Linked DNA regions of Mus musculus: region 1 is linked to region 2. Evidence: chromatin contacts called from public Hi-C data. All regions are on one chromosome and are shown on one strand. Each heading gives the region's core, a stretch centred on a gene start, on an enhancer-like site or on the middle of the called end of the contact. The rest is flanking DNA. Distances are from core to core; before and after follow the strand shown.

What was found. A called contact is a pair of places that touch in the nucleus more often than the background predicts.
Region 1: a Hi-C map of granulocyte-monocyte progenitors shows a contact between it and region 2, with 2.9 times the contacts expected there. The contact joins the promoter of Gpc5 here to the enhancer-like site in region 2. A contact is called at or near these places in 2 of 39 promoter capture datasets (pre-B cells and trophoblast stem cells), 1 of 15 datasets of contacts at CTCF or cohesin (CD8 T cells), 10 of 484 Hi-C or Micro-C datasets (CD4 T cells, CD8 T cells, bone marrow-derived macrophages and 7 more), 2 of 115 datasets of contacts at active chromatin or transcription factors (the SCID.adh cell line and regulatory T cells) and 1 of 9 other capture datasets (liver).

What each region holds. Positions count from the first base shown.
Region 1 is chr14:115,087,649-115,094,133 of GRCm38.p6, reverse strand. It overlaps Gpc5 (glypican 5), which reads right to left and starts at 1,919. Exons shown (of 8, transcript NM_175500.4): 1 at 1,346-1,919. The coding sequence starts at 1,508.
Region 2 is chr14:115,013,175-115,019,961 of GRCm38.p6, reverse strand. No RefSeq gene overlaps it. Among named protein-coding and RNA genes, the nearest start is that of Mir17, 27 kb to the left of the region's middle. Within about 2 kb of position 2,116, at least 22 of the 459 cell types and tissues checked have an H3K27ac peak or open chromatin away from gene starts, as enhancers often do. A contact at or near this core is called in the SCID.adh cell line, granulocyte-monocyte progenitors and pre-B cells, where this site is marked.

The DNA of each region.
Region 1 (6,485 bases), core at 670-3,169, 74 kb before region 2:
CATAAGTGGTTAAGGGAGAGGTATTTCTTAACGAAAGAATACACTGAAATCAGTACTTACTTAGAAGGTTGTTTTGGGGTATGTGTGTGTGTGTGTGTGTGTGTGTGTGTGTGTGTGTGTGTGTTTGGTTTTGAAGAGACAAGAATCCCCTAAGCTGGAAGTGTCAACAATGTGTGTCAAGTATGGAAAGAGTGTATTGAGTAGGTATTCCAATAAACACTGGTGTGTTTAAAAGTGGTCCTGTGAGCGCTGGCTGGTGGGCTTTCTGCGCCCAGACACTGGGGAAGGATGATAAGAATTGAGCTAACTAGCAGAAAAACAATCAAGCGAATGTGCTACCACTGGGGAGTGCTAACGGCAAGCCTTCTCGCACTGGAAAAGGGATGTATTTGGTACTAAGGCATCCTTTGCAAATTCTTTGTTCATCAGACAACGTCCTTAAATCCAGCCCTCTCTGTTGACTTCAGCAACAGCTAGGGATACTCCACTATGATCTAACTTAGCCCCAGACACTCTATTGGCTCCCTAGCACAAGATCTTCTCTTCTGGATAGAACGTGTACTTGTTCTCCCACCAGCAGCTAAGAATTTGAGTGTAGGCTAGAGCACAGGAGATGAATGCAGGCAAAGGGGTCTTATAGTACGCATGGTCTCTAGCTGCCATATTAATTGTATAGACTGTGAGTTTCCTGGTGCCCCCAAACGCAGAGCTTGATTGCCTGTTGCCCTATCGCTTTGCAAGCTCGAAACTACTTTGTGGGGCTGGGACACACTAAGAGACTCGGATTTCTGTAGGAAGGCTTGGTGCCAAGGTGCAGAGGGGCAACTAAAGGTCGTCTCTGAGTGAACTGGGTCGAGCGCTCATTAAAAACAGCATTGGCACCTTGGTCAGCACAAGGATATAAGAAGGTTTGTTAGTTTACCATCAAACTTGCGGCAACCAACACAATCCCTCTGAGGTTGTGAGAGTAAAACCAGGACCCCTGGTGATGTTTCCTGTGGGAACAAATAGATCCTGGAGCAGTAACAAACCACCCTTGATTAGTTCTTCAAGCACCTCCCTGGAGAGCAAGAGGGCACCGGCATGAAAAAAAATGCTTCAGAGCTCCAAGGAACCCCAGATACAGTTAAGGAGCCCACCTTGAAGCTGCCCTACTCTCGTGAGCACACCAAGCATTCCCACAGGCCTCACCCCGGTTCACCTACTGGGGCCGGAGAACCCGAAAGGTCGTCGTCTCACCAAGGACCATCTCTGAATGGATGGATGCCCCAGAGACCGTGGTCGCAAGCCCAAGAGGTCCCCGGCTGGAGCCCCGCACAGTGCGGAGCCAACCAGCGGCTCTTACCTGCCCGCGGCGCCTCCGGCAGCCCTTTGACAGCTCCCCCAAGCCGCCACTGGAAAAGTTTCCGAACTTCTTCGCAGCTCTCCACGCCCTCGCTTCGGGTAGATCCAAGGAGAGCCAGGAGAAGGAGACAGCGCCAGCCCAGACGCCAGGTGCGGGCATCCATCCTCGGTGTTCGGGTCGCGCCCTCCCCGCTGTGGTCCTCACTCTCCAGAGCACCCAGCATCGGCAGCGCGGGAGGAAGATGCGTGGCGGAATCTGGCAAGGGTTCGATGCGCAGGCGGCCACGGGAAGACCGCGAAGGGACCGCGGCTTCACCTGCAAGAGCTCCGCTTTCTCCCCTGAAGCCCTGAGGCTGAGACGCTGCACTTCTCATGCTTAGCATCGCCCGGGTCCCTCCCGGACCAGGGCGGGTGGGCGCTGCGCAAGCCGAACACGAGCCGGGGAGAAGCGAGACACGGCAAGCATCCGGCACTGGCCGGTATCGCTGCAGCCGCCTAAGGCTCAGCTCGCAGCCACTAACCTAGGCTGTGCCAGCCTGCGGAGCTCCAGAGCCCGGTTCGCCAACCCCGCGAACAGGCCACGCCCCTAGCCACACCCCCAGCAGTCCGCCGGCTCCGCCCAAGCCCAGATCCTGCGGAGCACAGCAAGCGCCGGGCTTGCGACCTCACAGAAGAGTCAAATTAATGGAAGGAAACTAGCCTTCTTCCTCCGGGTTGATTTCGGAAAGCATTCAACCGCTGAAACGAAAGTATGTATAAAGAGGATCAGAGAAGGCAGGAGATAAGAAACATGAGTTGGAAATAAGATGAAACATTTCTCTACAAATCAAGGTCCTCTATGCATAGGAATCTGTATCCAAATTTCATGAACTGGACCTTGGCAAGTGCGAATGGCAAAAGCAGGGTTTTGAGCGACCTAGTAGCACTTACGTTTCAAATTCTTTATGCTTTTATTTTTTTTAATGTTAAGCGTTTTATGCTTTTAGTGCTAGGAGGATTTTTCTGTAACATGATTCTTCTGAAAGAATTTAGAGCTCAGAGTCTCAATGGGAAGTTATCACATTCTTTATATCTCGCTGAAGTTCAGTTTATTCTAACATCATAGTTCACGTTGGTCTTATACCTTTCTGAGCTTTGACACCTTTGACAATTTGTTTTTAATATTTCTCAGAGAGTAACTAAGACAAAAGTGCTCGAGGGAGCTTCTCCCCAGGAAAATAGGAGAAACGAAAATACTGGGCAATTACAAGCTGAAAAGGAAAGTTTGTCAAGTTAGGCATGAGAAACCAGGAAGCAAAAGGCAGCCTGCAGTTAAGCCTAAATGAGTGACATGATCCGGGTCATAGCCACCTGAAGAGAGTACTTCTCAGCACCAAGAAGCTCTTTAACAGCATTAGCAGAAGGGACTCTAAATATCTTAACCACTTTAAGAGAATTTCATCTTAAGCTGCACCCTTGCCAAGACTCGAGATGAATAATTTCCAGTCTTAGCTAAGTGTCCTGGGGTTTTCTAATGGCCATTTGATATCAAAGGCAGCACTTTCAGAAAGAGATCTTGCCATGGCTGGGATGCTGTTTCAGAGTGAAATATTACCCACTTGGCTTTTGACATCATTCCCCGAATACTACAAATTATTTTCTTAGAAGTTTTCTTAGTAAGCAAGAATAGAAATCATTAGACACTTTAAATTCTAGGCCTTCAAGCAAGGTTTTACATATGTATCCTAGAAAAATAAAGGAACATTCATGACTCTTCAGCTCTGATGCACCATCAAGAAAGGCTTCTTGGAGGTCAGCTATATCCATAGGAATAAACAAGAGCAGCCACGCTCATCTATAAAATCCTTAAGTGCTAAGCAGTATTCCAAGTGCTGTATGGATTTCCCTTCATTCGGTCGTTACAATCACCCTATACACTTGTTATCACCAGTACTATTTTTCAAGTAAGTAGATAGGGACAGACATGTAAGATGGGTTTCCCAAGGCCACAGGCAGCGGGAACCAGGAGTCAAATCAAAATGTCAAAATCCAGGACAAGATTTCCTTAGCCATTTCATGTTTCACTTAGATGCTGACTCAGCTACATGGAGTAAGACTAAAGACTTTAATTAGTCCATCGGACTTTTTAAAATTAGAAAATATGTACATATATATCTTCTAGACTCCCACATATATTAGTATAAAGTTAACTTCTAATTTTTCCCCAAACATCCTTATTCTCACCAGAATCTCTCCATGTTAGAGCTGGCTATCATAGACCACTATAACTATAAGGATTCACTATCCAGCCTGATCCCTTTAACTGCAGTCTGTAAAGCACTTTCTCTAGAACAAAATCATAAATACTGATGGTTTGCATAGCAAATATTGATCGGACAGTATGATATAAAGAGGTCTGTTAAGCTTAACTAGGCTTAAAGAAAGCTACAAGCAAGTTCTCAGTGCTTCATACTTCCTTTCAACAAAACATGTGGGACAGCATACATGGAAACTGAGTAGGTCTTAACTAGAAAAATAAGTATACTTGTCCTGTATAAATTGTCCACATTTATAAATAAATGGCATATTTTGCTGATACCTTTATGCCCTCTGATTGCCACAATGAATGAGATAACAGTTGGCTTAGAAGGATGATTTTTCTCACAATATTCTTATGCCAGACAAACAAATCACTCGGTTTCTGAGCTGAGAATATTGAAAACAAGTTCCTGTCTTCCAAGCAGAGTAAGGTACCACTGTGGCTTTTATGGAGACATTCTTAGGACCGTCCGCACACACTGGACTGGAACTAGTCTTTGGCTCAGTTTACTCATAGATTCTATAAATGAAGCAAGGGAGAGTTTCAATACTTTGATATGTATAATGCCTCATTTTTTAAAGCTACTCCATGTGCAGTTATTGGATGTCTTTTGTGTTACAGACACTGTGCTTTGATTTCAAATATCAATACCCTCAGATAGGAAAACCTTGAAAGGGCCGTCATTTAAAATGCACCTTAATCATCTTCTAAATGTGGGGCTTCCCTAGCATTTCTCAATAACAGTTTATGGTTTGTCAACACAAGACCTTGTAAAGAAAGATAAAGAATTGCCAGCAGTGTAAGAGCAATGTGGTATTGGTGTAATGATTGCAGATTGGCCTGAATATGTCTTTAGGACATAGTGTACTACTCAATAGCCCATACTCTGTACTGGGAAATTTTAACTGTTAACATGAGACGACATAAAACCAGCAGAAGCAGAAGTCATAATTGAGAAACTGTCCAGATCTGATTGGCCTCTAGGTACACTTGAGATTGCTAGTCCTGATTGTTAATTAGCCCAGGCCATTGTGGGCATCACTGTTCCCTAGGCAGGAGATCCTGCAAGAGTAGAGCAAGCCAGCTAGGTACTGAGCAGCAAGCAAGTGTCCCCATGTTTATTCTCTCTCTACTCTTGGCTGTGGCTTTAAGTTCCGGCCTTGACCTGCCTGCTAGAATGGATTATAACCTAGAATTGTGAGCCAAATAAGCCCTTCCTTCCCTTAGTTGCCTTTGTCAGACATTTTATAACAGCGGCATAGAGAAAACTAAAACATGCAAAAACAATCAAAACAGACAAACAGAAACTAAAGCATGCTCAGAATCAGGTTAGGGTAGCCTCTGTACCCAAGAAATAGTAACAGTTAACACTGATTAAGGGCTTACAGTTATTATCTCCTGAAACAAACATTTCAACAAGTCTGTGACAGTAGTTATTACTCTACAAACCAAAAATGAAATGAAGGAAGGGAAGGGGTGGGAAGAGGGGAAGGGGGGGGGGAGCCGAGGGGAGGGGAGGGGAGGGAAGGGAAGGGAAAGAGATGAGAAAGAAGCAGAGAAGAGATTAAAAGAAAGATTAAGCAATTTTCTAAAAAAACACAAGTGTGACTGCAACCCAAATACAAGCCAAGCCAGTCAGAATAACTTCTGTGTCCCTTATCAACAGCATTCTGCTGCTGCTGCTGCTGCTGCTCCTGCTGCTGCTGCTGCTGCTGCTGAGCTAGACAGTGAACTTGTAGTTCTTTGTACTCGCCTCATACATGAGCAGAAGCCTGGTGCTTGTTATCCTCTGTGAAAAGCCAGATGTACCTCTTTCCTATGACATCCCTGGGTCCTAACAAGTGTCTAGCTGTGGACCAACAGTACCGCACTTCCTTAGAGATGGCCACAGCAATGTGTCCTCCCAACGCCTACTCTCATTAATCTTCCAGGGATGAGAATTATAACGACATTCTTATCATATTTAAGCCATACAAGTCCCCAAAGCTTAGCATAAGTTCTCATGGTATTTCCAGAAGTGGTCCCTCACCCAGGAAGAAAAATATTCCTGTTGAGTGATTGATCCATTATCACTTGGACCAATTATTTTATTTTATTTCTCATTGGGATTCTTTTTTATTATTTTATTTATTCACTTTACATCCTGATCACTGCCACTTCCATCATTTCCTCTTCCTGTAACTCCTTCCTTTCACCTCTGAGAGGGTAGAGCCCCCAATTCCTGTCTTCCCGTACTCTGGTACATCAGATCTCATGGTTCTAGGCACATCCTCTCCCACTGAGACCAGCTAAGGCAGCCCAGCTAGAAGAATATATCCCAAAGGCCAGCAATAGCTTTTGTTATAGCCTCCACTCCAGTTGTACTTGACCCACATGAAGACTGAGCTGCACATCTGCTACATATGAGCAGGAGGCCTATACCCAGCCCAGGTATGCTCTGTGGTTGGTAGTTCAGTCTCAGAGAGCCCAAAGGGTCCAGGTTAGTGGACTCTGTTGGTCTTCTTGTAGAGTTCCTATCCCCTTCACGGCCCTTAATCCTTCCCCTAACTCTTCCAAAAGGGTCCCCAAAGTTCCATCCACTGTTTGGATGTAGGTCTCTGCATCTATCTGAGTCAGATGCTGGATGAAGCCTCCCAGAGGACAGCCTTGCTGGATACCTGTTTGCAAGCATACCAGAGTATCAATACTGTGAGAGATTGGTAGTTGCCCATGGGATGGGTCTCTAGTTGGGCCAGTTATTGGTTGGCCATTCCCTCAGTCTCTGCTCCATAATCCATTCCTGCATTTCTTTGACAGGATAAATTTTGGATCAAAATTTTTGCGGGTGGGATGATGTCCTTAT
Region 2 (6,787 bases), core at 867-3,366:
CATTCTTCTTACTACAAATATAATAAATTAAATTATTTCACCGAAATAAAAATTAAATTGTAAACCAGTAATTAGTTATGAAAATTATTTTACTAATTCAACCATTCTCTCCAAATATTTCATACAAATCTAAATGACACAGAATTTTTATATAGTAGAAGTTTGCATGGAATGATGTTAACTATCAAAATGGTAAAATTTTAGAATTTAGAAACTTATATCAAATTATTCAATAAGTGTTATCTCATTTACTCAGTTTAGGTCTTTTCTAGGACCAATCTTTTCCAATGGCTTAAAACTATAATTTCTATATTTGACAATATTATGTCTGTATTCTTTTGTAGCAGGATCCAGGCTTATCGTACAACACTGAATTAAGACACAGGATCCTATTTAACAACTGGGCTACTAACGGAGAAGTTGAAAAGTTGGATTTGTTGCCAGTTTTCTTGTGTGTGCACATCTTGTGCTTAGCTACATGTCCAGAGCTTGGCTGTGTTATCTAGTGGTACAGCTGCGAACTGGTGGCTGTAATAGTCAAGAAAGGGTGAAACAGGCTGGGTATAATACAATTTTAGTCTAAATGTTTTCTTTTTCTTTTGAATAGAGTTGTAAAACAAGCCTTTAAAATTACATTTCCTCATGATCTGAAGTAGCATGACTGTTCATATGCAAATCTCTGTGTTTCCTTATTTCCACTACTCACAATGATGCATAAAATATTTATTTTAAACTAATTATTTTAAACATGCAGACTATAATAGAGTAGGCACTCACAAGTACAAATGAAAGCAGTATTTGTTACCAAAAAAGCACATCTAGCATACAAAAAAAAAATGCTGTATCTTTATGTATGATAACCGTAAAGTCAAGGTTTTTCATATGTAAAACAAGAATCTCCACTTTTCAAGTAAGGTTTATAAGGATGGATGCTAACTGAACATTTTATTTATCCAGAGTAACCAGAACAGATCTACTTAAACTAAATATGATGGTGAATTCCAGAGAGCATGAAAGACTAAGATTTTAGTTGCCCGTTATGCTTCACTGATGGCTTAGAATGTGGTCCTATTGGCTCAGCTTCAGTGTTCAGGGTGCTTTAGAAACTCGCATATACTACAGAGAGTTGAGGGGCTTTAGTGAATATTTGTTGTTTACAAATAGTTTATCTGAAAATAACAGTCTCTCCCGTAAAACCCTAGGCAGAGATACTCGTTATGAGAAAACTCTTCACTCGCTGATTCATCAAAATCTAAGTTTGCAGTGGCATAAACCTTGCAAAACATTTTAAAAATGGTTTGATAGGGGGATGATAGTATGTTAATGTTTCTTAGCATGGGGATGTGCATTGGTCTGCAGTTGGCACAGGACAGATCTATCTGTTAGGGGATACTGTGGGCAGGCAGCATTTGCTGGCACTGAAGAGCTGTCGTGAGGAGGACGTACTTGGAGGTTCCTCTAAACCAATTTTGCTTTCAGATGTTTTCTGTTTGTCCTGTGAACAGGTACAGCTTGTGAACACGCCGAATGACCTTTATTCTATGAGATGCATTTTCATGTTTAATGTCCCCTCTCCAGAGTTTCTTTAGTTACAAAACTTATGGCTTAAATCTCATCCCTACATCTCACAAAACATTTACAACCTGACAGAAGTGCCCCAGGAAACTGGCCTTCACATTTTAATCAGAATAGTCTTCAAATATAATTTTTATCTTAAAATCAATTGTTAAAATGGTTTCCATGTTAAATACCTCCCTTATACAGATTGCCCAGGTTTTGTTTTCAAGCTATTTTTTTTCCCAAATAGAACACTTAATTTGGCTCCACAGAATATTGCTATGACTGTAAACTGCTTCATGTAGACCGATTTGACAGAGCAGTCACATGGTGGGCAGCTGAGAGCACGCTCTGGTTCCATTTCATATGAAGGTCCACAGGCTGTGAGATCAACGAAGATCCTAACATCCTTAAACTCATTCGCCGTTGTCCACCCGTCACCCAAAGGCTTGGGTGATCCTGACTGGTCCCCGTTTTTTTCTGAAATATTCGCTGCTGATGCAGGCAGGCAACAAGTTTTGGTTCGGCTGACAGCCCTTTCCGTGTCTACCCTCTGCTGGTGACTCTTAGTAACGGTGGCAGGGCTGGCTGCACAGAGCCGGAAAGAAGGAGCAAACCGCATACCCAGCCTGGAAAACGAGTTTCTCGGCTATTCAAGTTTTACTGTCTCACGGGTAAATTTTTAAAAATCAACGGCCACAGCAGATGACGATAGTTTGTTTGGAAAACGTCTAAACTGACTTGGAAAGCGTAGAAGGAGCCCTCTGTGGTGTTCAAAATAAGAGACTGTATCTTTCTACCTGCCTATTTTGTGCAGAAACTGATTTTTTTTTTTAGTTTGTTTTAGGGTGCGGTGATCTTATATCTGGCCCGAGGTACCAGGGACACAGTTGGGGTACCAAATCATCAGGACTGAGAATTTAAGTTAAGTGCAAAGCTGTGTGGATGCTTTCCTGCATAACATTAAAGGTTATGGAAATCAGGGAAGGTGTCCTTGGGTCAGAAACACTACCAAGCATATTAAAACACTAAATGACTAATGGCCATTTGTTATGAAATTTATCTCGGTATGCACTAATAATTTTTCCTAGTATTTATATAGGTTAAACCTTAAAATAAAACTGTAACAGCATTTAAAGTAAATAATAGAAATGGTTTTTAATTTTGAAAAATTTAGTGAAGAATTTTCAGGGCTTGATGATATTCACAGCTAGATGTAGTAGGTTTCTAGAACGGCCACTAGTTTTGTGCGCGTGAATTACAAAGTTGAACAGATCCATATAGTCCATTCCAGTTAACCGATAGATTCATTGGTACATTGAAATGTATTTCTACCTAATCACAACTCTAGTCATGGATGATGATGTCAGGATATATACTATATAGTATCACTTATATATTTTTAAATTTTTTAGATTAAGTACTGTGGTATTCAATATGTAAAACATGATTAGTGGTAATTACTGTTGTTCTTCTTTTAAAAAATAGATTTTTTTCATACAATATATTCTGATCCCAGTTTCTTCTCCCCCAACTCCTCCTAGCTGTTTTCCATCACCCATCTCACCCAGATCTACACACACCCTTCCTTTCTCTCTTTCCTTACAAAACAGACAACTAAAAATACACACAAAACAAAACAAACAAACAAAAAACCAGAATAGGGCAAAACAAGCAAGCAAGCAAACAAACAAACAAAAACAAACAGGAATAAAAAGAGCCAAGGAAGAAGCACAGGAAATTTGTGTAAACACAGAGACACACATCTGGATACCCGGAAACTTGTGTAAACACAGAGACACACATCTGGATACCCAGAAACTTGTGTAAGCACAGAGACACACATCTGGATACCCAGAAACTTGTGTAAGCACGGATGTACACACCTGGATACCCAGAAACTTGCGTAAACACAGAGACACACATCTGGATACCCAGAAACTTGTGTAAACACAGAGACACACATCTGGATACCCAGAAGTCCCGTAAGGCACAAGAAACACATAAAAACAGAGACACATTTACAAACACAGAAATTCTGCAAAATATGTAAAACATTGGTAAGGTAAGAAAATGACCGGTTAGAGCATTGCAAAGACAAACAAAAAACATAGAAACAAAACAAAAACAAACAAACAAACAAAAACTGCTGGCCATGGGGCCTGTCCCTGGGTAAGTCTCAATGTTGCCTGACCACAGTCTCTTTGAGTAGAGGTTTGTAAACTATTACGTAGTAGGGATTAAACTGTCACAGGATAGCTTGGGAAGCATTAAGTGGCACCGTGGATGACATTTTTATAAAACTCAGCTCTAAAATTGAAAGGGTTTCACAGTGACTATGTGACCATATGTTCTGAGCAATATATGTGAATAAAATTCCACTACACTTGCTTTTATCTTTTTCCTATTCCTATTTTTCTCCACTATATAAAACAAATCATCAGTGAAAGCGCTTTCTCTAGAATGAAACTTAGGACGTAGAATTCTTTTTTTTTTTTTCAAACAGACAAAGATGTATTTGCTTGCTTTCTCTGCCAATTATCAATTTATTACCCTGAGCCCCCAAATTGGCTCTCTAGCACCTGTTCTGATAGCCCATGCATAACACTTTAAATATGTTTTCTTTTCATGCACACAATGTAAATTCAGTTGCTAAAGGATGGGAGTAACTTTACTTGATTACTCTGTATAGGATTCTCTGTTCTTGCTTTTACCTTGAGGTCATCCTGTGGAGCGGGTTTAGGAAGAAGCTAGGTGCTGAACATCTGATCATGCAGTACCGAGTGCTGTTGCTAGGAAACCCTGAGCCTCTGGCAGGAATCTAGTGGCTATCTTCAGGAGGTCCTCACCCATTTTCCTACTCTTTAAACACTCTGTTGCTGTCTAATGCTCCATATCTCAAGCGTGTTACTAGCCCAGCCACGTAGCAAACTTCTCTGCCATCTAGTGGGCTATAGTAATACCTTCTCAATTAGCCTGAGAGAAACCCCACCCCACCCCAAACACCCCAGTTTATTCTTCTGAGGGCCAGAGTCCTTTAATCATAAGGTAGCTTTTAGCATCTTCGTTATGTTTTTAAAGCCACTCCTATCATAATTTAATAATACTTTATTCTTAACTTCCCTTGTGTAAATTGCTGTCACTTTCATCTCCTGATTGAGCCCAGACTGTTACACTGGCAATCAAGTATTGCATTATCAGATCAAAACAGAAATCTATGATAGACACATGGCACTAATCTATGGGTATAGCAATAAATCATTAGGTGTTTCCAGTCACCCTCCACGGCAAAGCCCAACACACGAGAGTATTTGGGCACCATGCATTTGACTTGATAGATTGATAAAGGGATAGAAGGACCTGTGGTGGCAGCTCCAGGAGATCCAGACTCACCTTTTGACCTCTTCAGCCAGCTGTACACACCTCTCCTATGCGCATAGTTAAAAACAAAATAAATCTTTAAAAGCAAAAACAATATTATATAAGGAATGAAGATTATTGGGAATATCTGCTGCTAGGCATGAGACCCCAGGTTGATCTCCATGGCAGAAAGAGAGGTCTGACTCCTGCAAGAGTTTTGACTTCCATGTGTGCATTGTGACATACTCTCCCTGAGTGTATGAGATCACATGCATGTGCGTGCACACACACACACACACAACTAAAAAAAGTACTTTCAAGAAAGTTATGAGAGAATTACTTTAATGACACAAGAATTAGCTTCACAGGAAAATTTAAAAATTCTAGATATTTTTTTATCAGCAGATCATCAATTGGCAAGAGTATAGGAAAAGTGATTATTTTCATATTTCTTTCTGAATTAAACGCTAAGCTTCATCTCCTAAAATAAAGTTTATTAGAAAGCAAAATTTCTACAATAAACTCAATTTTCAGAAATTACATGTAACCCATAACTATTTCACGGGTGCTCTGAGATGGCTGGAAGCTCTTCCTGCTTGGTGACAGATCAGCTGGGCACAGTGCCTGACCTGTGTTTGATCAGGAAGATGAATTCAGACTGTGTAAGTGCCCGAGAGAAGGATGCAATTTTGGCCCCCAGTAGTTTTGAGAAAAGCTGGTTTTGCTTCAGGAACTTATTATTATTTATTTTGAGAAGCACGTTCGGGCTTTACTATAGTATTTATTGCTTATATTGAATAACCAATAATAGGATGACTTGGGAACACGGTCACAAGTGATCCAATACCTGTTCTCAGAGAAGACATGGCTATGACCCTTGGTTTTGCGTCTGGACATACTGTGTTAAGCAATAGTGTAGTGGGGACAGAGGCCTGCGCTTTCCTAACCCAGGTCCTGAGAGGCCATGTAGTTTCTGCACTGGGGCTAGAGAGCTACTTTCAGAACCCTCACCTAATATGCAAGAACTTCAATTAGCCCAAGGCATAGGGAGAGGCTTTGACAAACACCTTTACCAAAGCCTCAGATAGGCTCCAGGTTCAAGTTCCGCCAGACCAGGCACCAGATCTATGAACAAAGAACACACAAAACGATTCTAGCTTCCAGATGTTTGTGTGACTTCTCACTCTTCAATCATTTGCAGCCAAGACTTCCAAGTATCGTGAAGAAGAACACAAAGAATAAAAACAACACATTCAATCTCTATTCTTTGTAAACCTTTGAGCCATGGATATGTGGCAATTGACTGGGTTGCAAATGTTTCTCAGACAGCATTTGATATTGGTTATTATAACAAAACCTGAACAGTTTTTGTCATAGAAGGAAGATGCTTAGCAATTTTCAAGTACAGAAATGACAAGTAAGGAAAATGCCCCCAGAAACTTACAGCTAAAGGGCTTCTCACATGGAAGAAGTTGGTAACATTGCTCCTTGGAACAGTGGAAATCCATGATCTAACTAAGAAGGTTTCCAGGCAATGAGTTGCAGGACCCATCTTATTTCTTTATCTCTGCCAACAGCATAAGAGAAGATATATAACACCTTTTCATTTCCTACAGAATGTAGAAAAGAGCTAGAGGGCTCAGAATGGCATTCCTAAGGAGCAAAGGACCATGTAAGAAAAGGTTTGGTGGAAAATGAAGCTTAGGATATTGCCAGTCAAGTGAGGTTGTCAGAGTGAAGATGCGGGGACAGTGAGGATGCGGGAACCGTAAGGATGTGGGGACAGTGAGCATGCGGGGACAGTGAAGGGACATTGAGGATGTGGGCCAGTGAGGATGCAGGGACAGTGAGGATGCAGGGGACAGTGAGG